Linked DNA regions of Mus musculus: region 1 is linked to region 2. The links are chromatin contacts, called in public promoter capture Hi-C maps. All regions are on one chromosome and are shown on one strand. Each heading gives the region's core, a stretch centred on a gene start, on an enhancer-like site or on the middle of the called end of the contact. The rest is flanking DNA. Distances are from core to core; before and after follow the strand shown. Region 1 holds the start of S100a11 (S100 calcium binding protein A11). Region 2 has its middle 26 kb from the start of Rptn.

The links. Promoter capture Hi-C pulls out the DNA fragments that hold promoters and counts their contacts.
Region 1: a promoter capture Hi-C map of liver shows a contact between it and region 2, with 2.4 times the contacts expected there. The contact joins the promoter of S100a11 here to the enhancer-like site in region 2. A contact is called at or near these places in 16 of 39 promoter capture datasets (the 3T3-L1 cell line, 3T3-L1-derived adipocytes, the C10 cell line and 9 more), 7 of 484 Hi-C or Micro-C datasets (the 3T3-L1 cell line, the CH12 cell line, embryonic stem cells and 4 more), 8 of 115 datasets of contacts at active chromatin or transcription factors (acute myeloid leukemia, bone marrow-derived macrophages, embryonic stem cells and 2 more) and 4 of 9 other capture datasets (adipose tissue, embryonic stem cells, liver and 1 more).

The regions. Positions count from the first base shown.
Region 1 is chr3:93,518,704-93,522,715 of GRCm38.p6, reverse strand. It overlaps S100a11 (S100 calcium binding protein A11), which reads right to left and starts at 2,220. Exons shown (of 3, transcript NM_016740.3): 1 at 2,163-2,220.
Region 2 is chr3:93,365,932-93,369,522 of GRCm38.p6, reverse strand. No RefSeq gene overlaps it. Among named protein-coding and RNA genes, the nearest start is that of Rptn, 26 kb to the left of the region's middle. Within about 2 kb of position 2,337, at least 25 of the 459 cell types and tissues checked have an H3K27ac peak or open chromatin away from gene starts, as enhancers often do.

The DNA of each region.
Region 1 (4,012 bases), core at 971-3,470, 150 kb before region 2:
TGTTAACTATGATTTGTATGTATGTATGTATGTAATTTAGTATTTAGTTTTTGACTGCTCTCTAAGACGGACTTTCTGGATACGAAAGTTGGAAGCTTTCAGGCTGTGCAACAGCACATGCTAAAGATGACAAAAGCTGGCAGCCCCGCAGCCTCTCTTCCTAACACCTATCTTTCTTTTTCTTTCTTTCTTTCTTTCTTTTTTTTTTTTTTTTGTTTTTGTTTTTGTTTTTGTTTTTGTTTTTCGAGACAGGGTTTCTCTGTGTAGCCCTGGCTGTCCTGGAACTCACTCTGTAGACCAGGCTGGCCTCGAACTCAGAAATCCGCCTGCCTCTGCCTCCTGAGTGCTGGGATTAAAGGCGTGCGCCACCATGCCCCGTTCCTAACACCTATCTTAAGCAGCTTATTATCAAAATTGCACTGCTGTGGCTCACTGCACCTAGGAATGCCCAGAGTACCTGAACCTTCTTCTGGAGATAAGTTCTTTCTAAAGAGTCTGAAGGAGAGAAAACTATTGGTAAGTTAGGGGGGGGGGGGGGGGGAAACACCAAACACCACAGCCTAGAAACAAGTGTTTACACAACATGCTCTTCCTATCAGAACTAAAATCTAGCTGCCTTATTAGTGTGTCACATGATAGCAGGAGAGTTGGCACGGAGGACTCGCTAGACTGGGGAGGAGGTTCCAGGCCTATAGATGCTCCTTTCTTCTTTCCCTTAGAACAGAGGGCTCAGATGGGAAGGTTTTGCCCATGTGGAGCAGCGGCTGAAAGAGAGGGCACGGCCCACACCATCGCCCTTTTGCATGATGGGAACAGTGACAGCAAGGAAAACCCCACTGTGAAAGGACGCAGTGAGATCCTTTTAAAACGCAACCTAAACACCCAACGTTCCAGGGAAGCTTCCCCTTGACAGAAATATGTGAAAAAGAGGGAACCACACCAACTATCTCTTTCTCAACCAGCACCAAAGCTCTTCCTTCAAGTGTTCAGGGTCTCATCTATCTCCTTTCACCTCATAACCTGTTGGTGCTGGGCCCTAGGTACCCTGTGTGATGAAAAGGGGAAGAAGGAAACAATAAGTAGGAAGTGATGAAAGACTGACACACCAAAGCAGGGGTCCGCAAGCTTTCTGTTGCTGTTATTTGCAATAAAGGGACAGCTGTGGATATTTTTTAGCTCTTTATGCTCCATAAGATCTTATCACTCTTGCCATAGTCAGGCAGCAAGGGTGAGGATACATAAAGCAAAAGGGTGTGGCGGTGCCTGTAAACTCTATACATTTGATTTTCATGCCATTCTCATGCATTACAAGGGATTCTTTTCCTTTTGAATGTCTTCCAACCATTTAAAAACATAAAAATCTATAATTAGTTTGGGACTAGGGCAAAAACGCACTTGGGCCTCTCTCCAACATTTGCTGATCCTCTTTGAAGAGTCAAAGGAAGGGGTAGATTTTGGAGGGGATGTGAATTACTGGAAACATTTTTTAAAGAAACGAGGGGAACTGAAGTAGCAGGTAGGAGACAGGCAGGTGATGTAGGGAGTGGCTAAAAAGATGGCTGGGAGTGGAGTAAGGGGGAGAGGAAAAGAGCGAGCTGGGAGGGACTGGCCTCCTCCCACATTCCTGTCTGTGGTTCCAATGGCTGCAACAGGCTCCGGTTTCTCATCTGTATGTCTTGGCTGTTTGCCTGCGGTTTCCCCGCAGCTGAGTCCCCCAGAATTCAGGAAGGCTACGTTCTGAACCGCTTTCTTTCTAGTCTTCATGAACGCCTAGCGACGCTGCCCCAAGTTCTCACTGAGTCTGCAGCTCTCTGGCGGCCGCCACTGGTTGGGTTCAGGGGCTCACGGCCCCAGGGAGTCTAGCGGCCGCACCCAGCCCGGGCTCAGGCCAGTTAGGCAGCCGCACCCAGCCTAGAACTTATTTTGCCCGGGAGAACAAAAGACCGCCGTTTCTCCCCACAGGCTGTTATTAGGGTGTAATTTTAGGGCTTCCTCGTGCCCTCCACTCTTCTCTAATTGCCTCCCACAGTTTCATCTTCCCGATCCATTTTCTGCCACGTCCACACGTTAGTCCAAGATACACCCAGCCAAGAGCATGCGTAGCTCTTTGTTGTTTTCATTAAAAAGAAAAAAATCTAAAAAGTTCAAAAACTTATGCTTACCAAGTTGAGGAGCGAGGTCCGGCTGCGACTGTGGCTGACGGTGGCTGGGACAGGAGTGGCGGTCGGGGTCCGGGTCCCGCCCCTCAGCCTGACTCAGGCTGTGCCCGCCCCGGCCCCCGCCCCTCCGCAGGCCTCGGCCTGTCCCCATGTCGGTGCTCTAGACTCAGCTCACTGGTTGTAGTCCCTGTGACTCAACAGGTCTCTGTTCCTCTCTCCCTGGAATCTCAAAGATTTTTGGCTTTAGGGGAAGTCATGCCCCTAGCTCTTTTTCTATGCACGTGTCCATTTGCAGTTCAGGTCAGATAAGCAGAAAGAATGTGAGTCGTGCTCATCAAGTAGGTCCCTAGGAGCTGGGGCTGTCCTGCTACACTGAAGAAATTTAATAAACAGTTGTGATTTTTTAAATTTTTCTGACACGTGGTATTCCTGAGTAGCTAAAGCTGACTTTGATTCTCTATGTAGCACAGGCTAGCCTCAAACTTAGGACCCTCCTACCCCCGCATCCCAAGTGCTGGATTATAGGTGTGCACCATCTGGCCTACCTAAGGGCAGTGATTATTGCCAACAGAATATTGGTGATTATTGTCTAGAGATAATTTTCACCCTGCTTTCAAGTTTTAAAATGACAGTTAAGAAAACTCTTGCAGCTAAACATCTCCCTGTGCAAGTGCGGCATTTTCCTGTCTGTGTTTCAATAAAGTTGGGAATTGTATGACAAACTTCCAGCTTCTAATCCTTGGTCCACAACATCACTGCAGCACTTTTGGCAAGTACTGGCCCCTCTGAGCTTCCATTTTCCCATCTATAAACAAGCCATGCTGCCTTCACCACTTAGTAAAGGCACGTAGAATGTCTATCACATAGAGTGATGCCCTTAAGGAGACACCCCCCGCCCCAAAAAAAAGAACAACTTGCAGAGTAGATGTGAATAGGGCATTGTGTGAATGCTTCCTGGTTTCTGCTCCCCCAATTTCACCAGTCACAGTTCCTGTCTCTTGTTTAGGAACCCTTGAAGTCAGACATGGTGGCCCTTGCCTATAATCTCAGCATGTGCAAGGCTGAAGAGGGAAGACTACTGCAAGTTCAAGGCCAGCCTGTGGCCTACCTAGTGAATTCCAGAACGGCTTGGGTTACAGAGTAGGATTTTGTCTCATAAGAAAATTAGAATCCAAACCAAAACAAACACTCTTGTGTTTCCAACAATAATTCAAAAAATAATTAGATCCACCCTCTTTCCATTTCTGCCGATGATGTGACCATTTTCCCATTTTCCTTATTTGAAAACATTAGCACCATGTTTTTAAAAAAATTACTTTCTTACACGATTTTCTAAAATCATGGCCCTTGGAATTTCAGCTTACTGTGTGCTTGGACCCACCTGTCCTTCTTCCACACCTGCACTGATAGAGTTTACATCCCCACTCCCTTTTTCCATTGATTTTGCAACTGGGCCCTTGCCCTCCAATAAAAACATATTTAATCAATAAAAACACATTTTCCCAATGTGCAATTTTGATTGATTAACTGCTTACTTTAGAACAAAACACACAATAAAAGAAACAAAGTAACTTACTAATACTTTTATACCAAACCAAACTGCTGGGGACAGAAAGATGGCTCAGAGGGTAAGGGTGCATCCTCCAAGCCTGTTAACCTGGATTTGATCCCTGGAACCCAAATAGTAAAAAAAGAGAACCAATTTCTACATGCTGACCTTAAACCTCCACATGTGTGTTATGGTGAGTGCCCCCCTAATAATTAATAGCAAAATAAATATTTTTTAAAACCCAAATTTCTTGGCCTCTTTGTGTCCCTGAATAACCTGTTCAGCCTTAATGAATAAGCTAAAA
Region 2 (3,591 bases), core at 1,088-3,587:
AGGTGTGTCCTGTGTGACAGACCTTGTGCCAGTGGCAAGGTTCTGATCTTCTATAGCATGGAGCAGATTGGAGTGAGAAAGCTGAATGACATTAGTTATCCAAATTTAGTAGAGTTTTACTCTCCCTCCATCTCTATGGTGGGTCCAGGAGTAAAAGGGTGCCCTTGATGTTTACTGCTGCTCCAGGTACCTGGGAGCTAGGCTCAAAGAGATGGAGATTTAAGCCAAAAAATAACAAACACAAAAACCCTGAAAGAGAACACAAGACACCCCATACCCAGCAGTTCTTTTTTGAGTTAACCATATGGAGAGGCTTGGCTGCCCCTCTGTCTGGTTGCAGTGGTTCTCAACCTTCCTTACACTGCTACCCTTTAGTACAGTTCCTCATGTTGTGATGACCACCAACTATAAAATTATTTTTTGTTTCTACCTCAGTTGATGAGCTTACAGCACTTCCTACAGGAAGCACCTCGAACTAAGCACCCTGGTGTGAAAACCAACGTGGACCAATCTGTAGGTTTGGAAATTATCATGTAAAAACACGTTACCTTGAGGTTTTGAGAAGAGGGAAGTGACTGCTGGGAGTGATGGCACATACTTTTAGCCCCAGGACTGGGAGACAGAAGCAGGTGGATCTCTGTGAGTTTGAGTCCAGTTTGGTTTACAGAACAAATTCCAGAGAAACCCTGTCTCAAAACAAACAACAAACAAACAAACACTAAAAAACTAAAACTGTAAATGTGGTTATAAACTTTTCACAGTCAGGTACTAGTAGACAAAAACAAAAAACTAAATAAATTGTTATGTTCACGTCGCGGGGACCCCAAAACCATAGAGGATCCAATTCTAATGCAAACTCACAAGGGTCTTTATTATGAGCTTGTGAGCAAGGACTCCCCCCTTCCCCCAGGTCCCCATCTCAGTGGGTCAGAAGTGAGAGCCTCAAGTCTAGGGGTGTGGGTATTTATTGTGGTTACAGAAAGCTTGGGGACTTTCCATATGGGTCAGCAAGTTAATATTTTATAAACTGAATTTCTGGCATAATCTTCATGAACCAAACACGGGGGCAGAACTACCTGTCAAACAGGATGGCTAGGGTATCTATTTTCTGCAGGGTGTCTTGGATTATCTGTATGTACCTTGATCCTGCTGTTGTAGCCTGACTGGCTGTTGTTGCTAAGGGGGGTGGGGTGGGGTGGGGGTAGCCATAGGATGTTTGCTCAAGTGGACTTTGTGGTTTTCTTTCTGAAATTGGAGTTTAGCCCTTAGTTAGGCCTCACACAAAATGGATTTTCTTCTCAAAAATAGAGTTGGCTGGGCTTTACAAATGAGATTTAAAATTGATTATTTTGTAAATAAGAAAAAAAGACTGCTTCAAATATATCTTTTAAGCAGGGATAAAACACAGCCTTTCAGGTGCTTCTAACCACTTCCTAAACTGTAGACCTGTAGGAGAAAAACTCTCAAGTGTACATGAAAGATCAGAAGGTCAGGGAATGAAAATGGGCACAGTAAAGAAACCCAAATAGCTGCTCCCTGAGTGAAAAAGGAAAAGCTTATCCCAAACTGTCAAGACTGGGGAAAGATTTTCAGGGTTAAATGGGACTGGGGAAAAGGGAGCTTGTGAGCAGGGACTGAGAGAGCTTAGAAGCTACCATTGCCTTGACAAATTAACAGCCACAATAGACACCTGTTAATGGAAGGGTCACAAATTCCTCTTGCCAGAGATAAGGAGAGTGATACCCTTTTTAGCAAGCAGGCACTTCCTTCAAACCCCTGAGGGAGTTGGGGGCTTTTGTCTAAATTTGGGGACCTTGGGAAAAGGAATTTCTTGAGGGAACAGACATCCCAAGCTTTTGTTGATGATAAAGGGGTTGTATATTCTCTTCGGTATCTACTTCCTTCTGAACTGGGATGAAATTGTCAAGGTCCAGGAAGACTGGAATGTTGTTGGTCAAGGGGCTGGGAAAGTAGGGGTTCAGGCAATAGACAGAAATATCTGGCTTTTCACTCATTGCCAGGTTCTGTGGTCTATCTACAGGCTGCTTTGAAGTACTTTGGAATGCTGCTCAACAGGCTCAGGCTGGTAGGCGAGGGTAGGTAGGAGGCCCTGGGGAAGTTCAGTCAGAAGCACCTGGCTTGCTGAACACCAGGGAATTTTGCCAGGGTTGATTCCTGGATTATATCTGTTAGCTGCTGAGATAGCTCTTTACCCCCAACCATCAACTTTGTAACTTTTGAGACTCTCTTGCAAAAACTAACCCTGTCTCCCATGCTACACAGGAGTCTGAAATGGAACTAGAAAACCAAACTGCTCAGGCATACCCAGTTAATATTAACCCCAGTCAAAATAGACCCACTTAAATGGTATCCACTGCAAGTCTTAGCCTTAAAAGAACTCAGGCAGGAAGTGAAGGAAGACAGCACCCACGCACCCTGGACAAAATCTCTCCTACAGAGCCATATTGCCAACTTAAACACCACCCCCACCCCCAAGATTGGAGAGATATTTGTCGTTCTTCCCTCCCTGGCCCCATGTTTTTGGAATGGGAAGCCTTATTTCGAGATGAATGCTGTCAACAAGTCAGGTAAAACCAGGGCAGAGGCGACACCCCATGGGGTTTTAATGAACTCTTTGGCCAGGAAGCACAACAGGCTACTCAGCCAGCAGGGTACTATGAGCAGGTCCCCCTCTGTGCAACCCAAGCTTGGGATCGGCTCATTCCACCCTCAGGGTCACAAGACCTCACCTCTTCCCTACTCTTCCTCCATCAAAAGCCTGGAGAACCCCTATCTAATTTTATTCTCAGAACTAAAATGAGCCTAGAAAGAAAAATTCGCAACCCCATAGCCAGAGATCGTTTTCTTAAAACCATTGTATGGGAAGGTATGACTTCTTAATCCAGACTAGCTTGCCAGGGTCTCTGGGAGGAACTTCATGATAGGTGGATTGTAGTACCCGAGATATAGGAACCATGCCACACCAGATTACATTCATGGCTCAGGCATTTGTAGCAGCAGTAAAAACAGAAGGAGTCTGCTTCAAATGTGGGGAGGCTGGACATTGGAGGGATGAATGCTCACAAAACCCTGTCCCCCTAAGAGATTCTAATCCCCCTAAGACAATCTGTCCCCACTGCAGAAAAGGTTTCCACTGGAAGAGATACCATACCATTGTATATGATAAGGATGGTAAGCCACTGGAACCTTTAAGCTCCAGATGGGACAGCCCTCAGCCCTGACAGTAAGAGGGACAACTGCTCCCATAGAAGCCTTATGGGTGTCCAGCATCTCAGAAGGCGCCCATCCAAAATTAACCACTAAAGTAGACAATAAACCATTCAAGTGCCTTATTGATCCTGGAGCAGATGGTCAATCTTAAGACAGCAAGAGATCGCATGTGACTGGCAACCGATCCCTGGGTCCCAGCTCATAGGCATAGGGGGTACCTCTCACACATTCATCACTAAACAGGCTTACAAGTGGAAATACCTGGATGAGGCTACCAGCTTTATATACCCCCTGGTGGCTCAAGTAGCCCTTGACTGGTGGGGCTGCCAGACAACACCCACCAAGACCACCAAGGTTTCT